Regions from separate parts of the Mus musculus genome. Here all the other regions are linked to region 2. A link is a contact called in public HiChIP or PLAC-seq data. All regions are on one chromosome and are shown on one strand. Each heading gives the region's core, a stretch centred on a gene start, on an enhancer-like site or on the middle of the called end of the contact. The rest is flanking DNA. Distances are from core to core; before and after follow the strand shown. Region 1 has its middle 51 kb from the start of A330048O09Rik. Region 2 has its middle 99 kb from the start of Gm52039. Region 3 holds the start of G630093K05Rik (RIKEN cDNA G630093K05 gene).

What was found. HiChIP or PLAC-seq counts read pairs in DNA pulled down with a chosen protein or histone mark.
Region 1: a contact with region 2 is called in an H3K27ac HiChIP or PLAC-seq map of stem cell-derived neural progenitor cells, with 6 times the contacts expected there. The contact joins two enhancer-like sites. A contact is called at or near these places in 3 of 115 datasets of contacts at active chromatin or transcription factors (the NIH/3T3 cell line, embryonic basal ganglia and stem cell-derived neural progenitor cells).
Region 3: a contact with region 2 is called in an H3K27ac HiChIP or PLAC-seq map of embryonic fibroblasts, with 9 times the contacts expected there. The contact joins the promoter of G630093K05Rik here to the enhancer-like site in region 2. A contact is called at or near these places in 1 of 39 promoter capture datasets (hippocampal neurons), 1 of 15 datasets of contacts at CTCF or cohesin (embryonic stem cells), 4 of 484 Hi-C or Micro-C datasets (cortical neurons, embryonic stem cells and stem cell-derived neural stem cells), 4 of 115 datasets of contacts at active chromatin or transcription factors (astrocytes, embryonic fibroblasts, embryonic stem cells and 1 more) and 1 of 9 other capture datasets (embryonic stem cells).

What each region holds. Positions count from the first base shown.
Region 1 is chr13:48,322,973-48,325,960 of GRCm38.p6, forward strand. No RefSeq gene overlaps it. Among named protein-coding and RNA genes, the nearest start is that of A330048O09Rik, 51 kb to the left of the region's middle. Within about 2 kb of position 1,404, at least 38 of the 459 cell types and tissues checked have an H3K27ac peak or open chromatin away from gene starts, as enhancers often do. A contact at or near this core is called in stem cell-derived neural progenitor cells, where this site is marked.
Region 2 is chr13:47,334,577-47,337,625 of GRCm38.p6, forward strand. No RefSeq gene overlaps it. Among named protein-coding and RNA genes, the nearest start is that of Gm52039, 99 kb to the left of the region's middle. Within about 2 kb of position 1,690, at least 75 of the 459 cell types and tissues checked have an H3K27ac peak or open chromatin away from gene starts, as enhancers often do. A contact at or near this core is called in embryonic fibroblasts, hippocampal neurons and stem cell-derived neural progenitor cells, where this site is marked.
Region 3 is chr13:47,908,669-47,911,710 of GRCm38.p6, forward strand. G630093K05Rik (RIKEN cDNA G630093K05 gene) reads left to right here and starts at 1,767. Exons shown (of 3, transcript NR_045156.1): 1 at 1,767-1,858. All of the region lies in intron 2 of Gm40938 (a long non-coding RNA gene), which reads right to left.

The DNA.
Region 1 (2,988 bases), core at 154-2,653, 990 kb after region 2:
GTAAGCCGAATAAACCCTTTTCTTCCCAACTTGCTTCTTGGTCATGATGTTTGTGCAGGAATAGAAACCCTGACTAAGACAATCACCTACCATAGCATATCCACGGTCATTAGAGAAAGAATACCAGCTGGGACCTAAAGGCAAATGCTACCAACAAGTCCCTTCTTGTTGTTAATTTTCTTTTCCTTTCTTCTTTTCTTTTCTTTTCTTTTCTTTTCTTTTCTTTTCTTTTCTTTTCTTTTCTTTTCTCTTCTTTTCTTTTCCTTTCCTTTCCTATCCTTTCTTTCCTTTCCTTTCCTTTCCTTTCCTTTCCTTTCCTTTCCTTCCTTCTTTTCTTACCTCCTTCATTTATTTATGTATTGAGACATGGTCTTGCTACACAGCACAGGCTGGCCTGAAACTCTCCATCCTCTTGCCTCTACCTCTTGAGTACTGGGATTGCCATTGTGATTCACTATGCTGTCTTCATTTCTTAATAATAACAAGTTCTCTCCATCAAAGGATACTGGTTGTTTGGAAGGTGTGGATGTGGATGGGCTTCATGCTAAACTCAGGGACTCGGTGAATGAGACTGTAAGTCTGGAAGAGATCATGCATGTACCTGAGAGTTGAGCTCTGGTATCCTAGGCTCACTCCCTTGATACGGGCAGATGAATGATCAATAATGGGTTTCTGAGGTTGCCGATGCAGTTCGATCAGGAGGGTTCTCAGCTCTCATGCACAAACCCCTGGGTTTGACCCTTAGGACTACATAAAGCAGGGTGAGGTAGTACATGCCTATAATCTCTGTACTAGGCAGGTAGGAGTTGAAGGATCAGAACTTTAGCCATTCTTGGCTAGATAATGTGTTTGAAGCCAGCCTTAGCTACAGAGAGATACCCTCTGAGATTGAGTAGTACATCAATATGTCACTATCATCGTCGTCGTCATCATCATCATCATCATCATCATCATCATCATCATCACCAAGTGATGATTTTTCCAGCCAGACTTCTGTAAAACTAAACCAAAACAATTTGGTTACTGTGGTGCAGCCTGATCCATGGCCAGTGGAGTCTTTCTATAACAATCGGATGGGCTGGGGCAGCCCCAGCTCATTGTCTCCTACAATGACCTCCTGTTTGCTGCTGTCTGGACGGAGCTTCTTCCCAGTCCTCCCAGATCCCTGCTCCTCCAGGCTGCAGCCTGATGGTAGAAATGTGCTGCCATATTAAAAAAAAAAAAAAAAAAAAAAGTAAAAGGGCTTTTGCTGAAAGCCTCCCTTTGTCTGCCACCCAACCTCGCTTGCCATCTAAAAGAATCTCCTCCAAGTTGATGTTTCCGTTCCTTTAATTCAGGATGACCCAGCCCCAGCCCAGCTGTCTCCAGAGCACAGGGAGTATGTAAATGTTGCCAGTGTTCCGGCCTCTTTTCTTTCTTTGGGTCAGATGCAAGGCTGTCACAGTGTACGTTGTTATTTAAGGGAGACACTCAGATGTTTCCTTTCTGTGGCGGCAGAGATCTTTTCAAGGGAGCCTCTTTATTCCTCTGACATTTCCACTCTTGAAAAGCTGACCCAGTTCCCGCAGCAAAACAAAAGCAAGCACACAGGGAAAACAGATTCCCCTGAGGGACTGATAAACCCAGGTGAACTCTGGCCAACTGAGTTTCCCTTTGAGAACCAGGCTCGCAGCCAGGAGAGCTGAGGCAGATAGAAGCATCTCAGGATAACGCAGACAAATGAGGAGCTACTCAGCTTTGAGCGTTTTCTCTCTCTCTCTCTCTCTCTCTCTCTCTCTCTCTCTCTCTCTCTCTCTCTCTCTCTCTCTCAGAATTTGTCTCTGATGTGAGTCTGTCAGGAGGGGGTTTCGTCAACCTCAAATCCAAGTTCTTTCACACACCCAACGTCTCTCTCCCCTTCCTCCTCCCCCTGCCACTCTCCAGTTGCTGCCAGTTTTTAGACATCTGATCTACCTGTAGACTCAGCCCCAGCCTGGATCTCTGAGCCACTGAAATGGATCAGAACTTGCTATCTCATTCACCATGTGAACCAGCTTCTGGAGAAACTGGCACCATTTTAAGTTTAAAGTCTAGAAACAAGAATAGGCTAAAGGGACATCTGGGCAGCTGTCCTACATAGCTCAAACAACATCAACACTGCAGCTAACGTCTCTCAGAGAATTTGGAGTAGAAGTTGCTTTTCTTATAGACTCTGTTCACTACTCTTGCAGAAACTGTACTGACAAACGGCTCAGCTTTGGGTTTTTTTCCCCCTGATAAAACTAGGAAGATACGCAAGCCTTTTTCTCTGTCTGGATTTCAGAACCCTGATTGCTTTGTGCTTGGCCTAAGTTAACCTCTCTAAGACCAAACAGGTTTTGGGGAGTGTGTGCAGAGGAAGATAAATCTTATTTAGAATATAAGTTCTTCATGTCAGATTTAGTGGTCCAATAGTAACCACAAAAGTAAGCCTCTGACTATATTTTCTAGCCTGTTTAAATCATTGCCTTTTGGTATCTGGGGTTTTCTTTTCTTTTTTCTTTTTTGGTTGTTTTGTTTTGTTTGGTTTTGTTTTTGATCATTTAACACATGGCTTCTGGAACTGTCTGTGGGAATTGCCCTGAGGACTGGGATACTAAAGACAGCTCTGACCATCACATGATTATTCCAGCTTCACTAAGAACAGAATCAAGTCCTAGAAGAGAAGCAGGTAAAAGTGCCTTCAGTGTGGAAGGCACACAGCTCGTTCCACCAAGGCATAGCAGGGAAGTTCATGAGATCATGTCTATGCATGAGGGGCAGGTTTTAACCTGTCCTGAGCCATGGCAGGAGGCTGACCCTTATGACCCTCACCTGCCCCAAAGTTCTATAGAGGAGAATATATATATATATACCCTGTTTTAGGGTCACACTACTGCTTTTTCTACTATTTCTTTGAAACCTCATGGTAGACATGTGACATAGGTGGTAGCATCGCTCCTAAGTTTCTTTTCAGTAAACAAAGGTACA
Region 2 (3,049 bases), core at 440-2,939:
GTTTGTTTGTTTGTTTTTGTTTTTTTTCCAGATTTTAAAGTTTAAGGTAAACCCATCTCTGCTTATAGCCATTTCTGTTTGTTCCTGATTTTCCTTTCCTCCCATCAAGTTCTGGTTGACTGTAAGCTTTTCTTGTGCTTTCTAAAATAACTGATGTTTCCTGATCTCCACCTATAGTGGATTTCTTTCAGTCTGATCAACAAGTGGCAGGTTATATGAGGGAAGAAAGGGCTGAGAGGAATATATATGTAAAAAGAAAAGCTTTTATTTATGTGGACAAATAAGAATTGAAACCACCCTAGCAGAGTAAGCATAAACACCATAGGGTATTCAAAGAGTTACAGACACTTGGGAGGGGAGATGGGGGAGGCCCTCAGAGGCCAGAGAAGAGTGGTCTTGGGTGGGACAGGAGGAACCTTCTTCATCCATCAAGTCAGCTGGGTCAAAATGATGAGAGAATGTTTTGCCATTTTAGCTAGAGACTTTCCACTCCTCTACCCTGATATAATATGGCAAGGAGACTGATGGACAGTCGTCTAGGCTTTGTGGGCCCAGGGTCCCTGTCTCTTCTACCTCATTTCTTGCAGCATAAATGGCCAGAAACAAGCCTTGAACACAGGCTTCATTCCAATAAATGTTTATTTAAAGAGAACTCGACCCGAGCACGACGCTCTGATGAACCCTATCGAGGAGGGTGGGAGTTTCGGCGGAAGGCTTGAAGTTGGAGGCTAAGATGCTTTCATGGCAGGCAGAGGAGGGCGTGTCCTGATTGGGGACCAGGAAGAGGAGGCAGCTGATGTTAGAGAGGACATGTTGCCTTTGGCTCCACTCACAGTTCCATCCTTAGTGATTCTAAATCACCCCGCCCTCTCTTACCTCCGTGTTGGGTACTTCTCTGGTGTCTGTTTCTTTGAACTATGGGCGTTTGGACGTCAAGGTGTTTGACTTGTGTATCTCAGGGTGGCCTCATACTATGTAGTTAAGGATGACCTTGGATTCCTGATCCTCCTGCCTTCTCCTGACAACTAGGATAGCATGCATATATGCCACCACATCTTGCTTGTGCAGTGCCCCGAGGCTGGACCCCAGGGTTTCCTGTATGTTAGGCAAGCCCTCTGCCAACTCGCTTACAGCTTTAGCCCAGCCTGTATCTTCTGTTTTGTTTTCATTGTGAACAGGCTGCTTTTCCTCAGTTTCCAGCTAGCGACCTCATCTTCACCCCTTACCTCTCCTTACTGCGAGACATGTTTCCAAGACCTGAGCCACAGATATACCAGTTCCATCTCACTTCACTGGGGAATTGACCCAGATGGCTCTCATCCTTGGAGGGCTAGTGACTAATGGTAGTGATGGCTGGCTTGTCAGAGGAGCTGAAATCATACGGCAACCATGACTTCACATCCTCACACACACATCCACTGTCTCGTCTCCCCCCCACCCCCAGCTCCCCCCTCCTCATCCCATCTTCCTGTTTTGGGAACAAAAAATATCTCTGACTCCACATGGCCAACACAGCTGTCCAAGCGACTGCAAACAGACAAGAGAGTGGAGTCAGCGAGAGGATGAGTCACCGCACAGCCGCACCATTTATACTCTCCCCTCCCCCCACCTCCTCCTGACTTGGGACTCAGTGCTTGGGAAACAGTGGCCACTGCAGCTCGAGATCCCTGTGCAAGGAAGAGCTTTTGGGGGTTGGAGTCAGCCACTTGGCTAATTGGTCGCCCACTCCTGGTCCGCCTGCACGAGCAAGCAGCATTCCAATCGAATGAGAACGTGAGACTGTTGGATGAGTGGCTTAGTGGTATTTACATATTTTCAAAAAAAAATAAAACAAAAGACAATACAATCCACAGTGCAGGAAGTAAATGCAATCTAGTTGCGGCCTACCAGTGTTTCTTGGGTGGTCACATGGAGAAAGCGTAAAGCCAGAAAAGCCTGTGAGAACAAACACTCCTCCTATCCCCAGATCTGTTAATCAAATTAAACCATGAGAAGTCATGGAACCAAACCTCTTGTATGGCAAAGGGCGCTGCTTGATCGTCTCAGCTGAGGCTGTTGTTATTATCATGGTGGTTTTATTTGGATCTTGGTTGGCATCGGCTTGAACTCTGTGTGTCTGGATGTCTAATAACAATCACGACAATCTGTGATTAGTACCCCATTCACTTTTCGATAAGTTTCTCCTGTGGTGAGGACGTTGGCCTTCGAGACATGGGAAGCTTAGGGTTCAAGTGATCTTACTGCACTCATTGACTGTCTCCTGCTTTTCTGTGAGCTCAGTCAACCTTCTGTAGTCACCGCCCTTGCGTCTTCTTTCAAAGTTTCTTTCCTCTGCTTTGTGCCCGGCTTGCCAGGGGATTGCATTTGGATTCTCAGGCTGTGGAGGAGAGAAATAGACAAGACCGAAGCCCGAGGAGCAGCTGCTCGTCCGTTCTCTGCCAAGGCTTGGCAGCGGATTCCTGGGGGAAGCAGGAGGCACCTGGTTCACACAGGACCAGCACAGCTGGTCCATCGTGTGACTGGCAGAGTGTGGCTTCCTTCGTCACTGAAGTGACTGGCCCCTGTGATCTTGCCACAGCTTGCAGAGGCAGAGAGGGACACAGTGAAAGCGGAACACCTCAGCGGAGCAGGTGCAAGTCACATGTCACTGATGAACAATGGGCACTCTGCACACAGGAGGCTTTGATCTGAGGCTCTGAAAGGCTGCTCTGTTGGACAGGGTGTTGGCTGAGGCAGACCGTTTGGAACGGTATTGGGTAGGGTCCTTAATCCAAGATCATCAATGCAAGAGTGATTGTCAATAATATGCATAGTCAAACACTCTCGGTTTCAGGGATCTCTTTGGGAGAAAGCAATGTATTTGTAGGAACGGTATATTCATGAAGGGATAAGTTCCCATTATTGACAGATGTAGTTCGAACCACACTCCCCCCATCTCTATCTTTGCAGCTTACAGTGCGCGCGCGCGCGCACACACACACACACACACACACACACCCCTGTAGCTATCTCTGTGCATTCTGTGTGCCTCGCCCTATGTAAGTATTTC
Region 3 (3,042 bases), core at 517-3,016, 570 kb after region 2:
CAAATCTAACATTTGCTGATAATGAATCACAAGGTAATTTATTTTAAAACAATTCTTTACTGTACATAAAATTTTACCATCTATTAAAGATCAAAGCAAATTTGCATACTAATGAGAAACATGTGCTTGTTTGCTTAATATAATCCAACCCAAAGATATACTAATTTGATACTTACATGCTGAAGAGTGATGGTAGGAAAATATTAAAAGTATTTGTTTTCTCTGTAATTAGACAATTATGTTTCTAGAACAGCAGAAAATTTGCATGTATGGTAGAAACACTTCAGTTTGTTACATACCAATGATGTCAAGGCTTAGCCAAGGTGTGTCATGTAGAACCCATTGATGTGTGTGTTGCGGAGCATACTTCATGCAAACTGTACATGTGTGTGCAGAACCAGGCGTGCAGGGAAACAGTTTGTGGCCCTTGTGCATTCAGAAACCGTGTACTATTGATGTACATTATCAATAATTCTCAAGACCCACCCCATGTTCGCATACCTTAACCCATATAGGATCACAACCCTCAGTTTAAGAAGCTTTGATGTATATGATGTATACAATATTTCTAAAACACTTTAACTTTGTGGTTGTTCAGGTCATTATATGCCTTGGTGGCATCCTGAGTAACTTTTAGCAGTGCCCAAGTTTCCTATGAGTTACTTAGAGGTGGCTGTAAATGGCCTCTCCGTGGCTGGTCTATCAGATTGGGGGCACACCAAACCCAGAAAAGTCATGCTTTACCTCTTGTGTCCCCGAAGCAGAATGTAATGCAAAACCTGTCATCAGGGGTTGTCCCCAATGGCAGAGTCCATGGTCTCCCATGCAGGATGAAAAGGATGGTAGGTGACCTATGGCCACCATGGCATAACACTGAGTGAGTTCCAAGGCCAGCATGGCATAATACTGAATCAGTTCCAAGGCAGACGCTTCAGTGACTTCACTTTCACAGACTCTCAGTTAAATTGCTCCCCTCCCTTCTCACTCTGTAGTTGGATATGGTCAGACACAGCCCAATAAATACATGGCTTGCTCAAGGGCACACACTTGAACAGGGCCAGCCTGATATTAAAGTGCTTCCTAAAGTGATTCAGTGTGTTCCAAGCATACGTGCTCCTCTTCCATACGAGAGGCACAAATATTGTCACGTGCTTTTGGGAAAAGCCATTTGACACTTCTCTGAGGTTACTGAAGGTTTTGGAAGTTCGAGCTTGGATGTTCCGCTTGGAATAAATCTAAGTAACTTTCTCTCCCCCCCCCCTCTCTCTGAGTGAGGAAGAATAGAGAGGGTTTAGAGGTCACTGAGCCCCTCAAGACCAGGCAGGTCTTCTGGAGTTACTATTGGAAACAAAGGGAACACTGGAGATGCTGGCAGTGCACACAGACTCTCAGACAGCTGGAGTGTTTCTGCATGATTTAGCCTCATGTAACGAGTCTGGCATTTCCAAGTTTGGGGAGGAGAGATGAGATGAAGTTCACGTTCGCTTGGGGTTATCTCTGTAATCATTGCCCTTTGATGCCAGTAATATTCAACTCAAAAATCTAGATAATCTTCTCATTATACAGAGTGTAGTATCATCCCAGAATTCTGATCGGTAACATTTCCACACAGGGAACACTTCTCTGTGCAGCATGTCCTTTTCCTATGAAGTCACTTCTTGGCTGGCTCTCTCTCCGTTGCCCTTGACTCTCCACCAGCCCCCAATGGCATGTCAATGAGGGCAACTGTGCATAGAGACCTTTCTCAGACACTGAGTTTCTAGTTCATTCAAATTTCTGTTTGGGGTGCTCTGAAAACACAGAAGGGACACGGGACAGATGTGCCATCCAACCGGGAACATCTGGAGAGTTTCACTGAGTGGGTAAAGTGACCTCTTCTCATTTGTGGAGACAGAAAGTCTATTTCAGGGATGGGTAGGGGCTGCAGCAAACTGGTGGTAGGGTCACATTTCTAGGCATGACGTGAATGGTGCAGTTAGCACCAGTGCCATGTTTTAGAGACCTGGTTTGGACAGTAAATTGGCTTGAAATAAAATAAGCGAAATCTGGCTGTGATTCCACTGCCCTGGTGAGATGGTTTCAGAGCCCAGGGGAAAAGGACAAAAGGGGTCTGATTCTCTCCAATCAAGTAACGAAATAGCAGCTGTTCCCATGGGCAAGAAGTACAAATGGCTTTGCTGCTGAAATAGGCTTACAAGGATCCAGGCTAATCTTTGTGAAACTGTGCTTTGAATGACTGCTGTTAACAAGCATTTGCTAAGATAGTTGCTGGGTTTTTGGTTTGTTTTGTTTTGTTGTTGAGATTTCAGAGTGCAGCAAACCTCTCCTGCCTTCTCTTGTCTCTTCATTTCTATTAAGGGACGAGAAGAGCTACTCCAAAAATCTGCAAAGAAAAGCAACTCTTCAGTCATGTTTGTGGCACTGGCTATAGATTCTGCCAAGCTACATAGTCCAACTCTGGGGATAGCACTGGTACAAAGGAATTATAAAGAACAAGTATATTCAGACCTAAGCATACCTCGGGTATTAAAAAGCATTTGTATATGATCTACACATGTCCTCATACATACTTGGAATAACTTCTAAATTACTTATAATACTGAGGAAGATATGAATACCATGTAAGAAAGTATTATGCTGCATTCTTCAGAGTGACAAGAAAAAGTTTACACATAGTCAGTACAGATAGAAATTTTTTGAATACTTTCAATCCACATTGGTTAAGACCATAAGTTCAGAAACCATGACCAGGAAGGGTCAGCTGTACTTAAATCTGCTCTCTCTTAATATCCAGATGATGAGAAAGAACTTCAGGAAGTGTCTCTCCACACAGACTCCCAACTCTCTATTTTATTTGGAGTTTTTGTTTTCTTGAGATGGCATCTTACTAATTAATATGTACCCCTGGCTGGCCTTGAGCTCATCATATAGTCCAAGATAACATGGAACTTGATGCAGTTCTTTTACCTCAGCTTCCCAAGTGTTGGGACTATGGCTCTGTGCCACCATGCCTGAATTTTTAAGATAAGTATCTTTATTGAT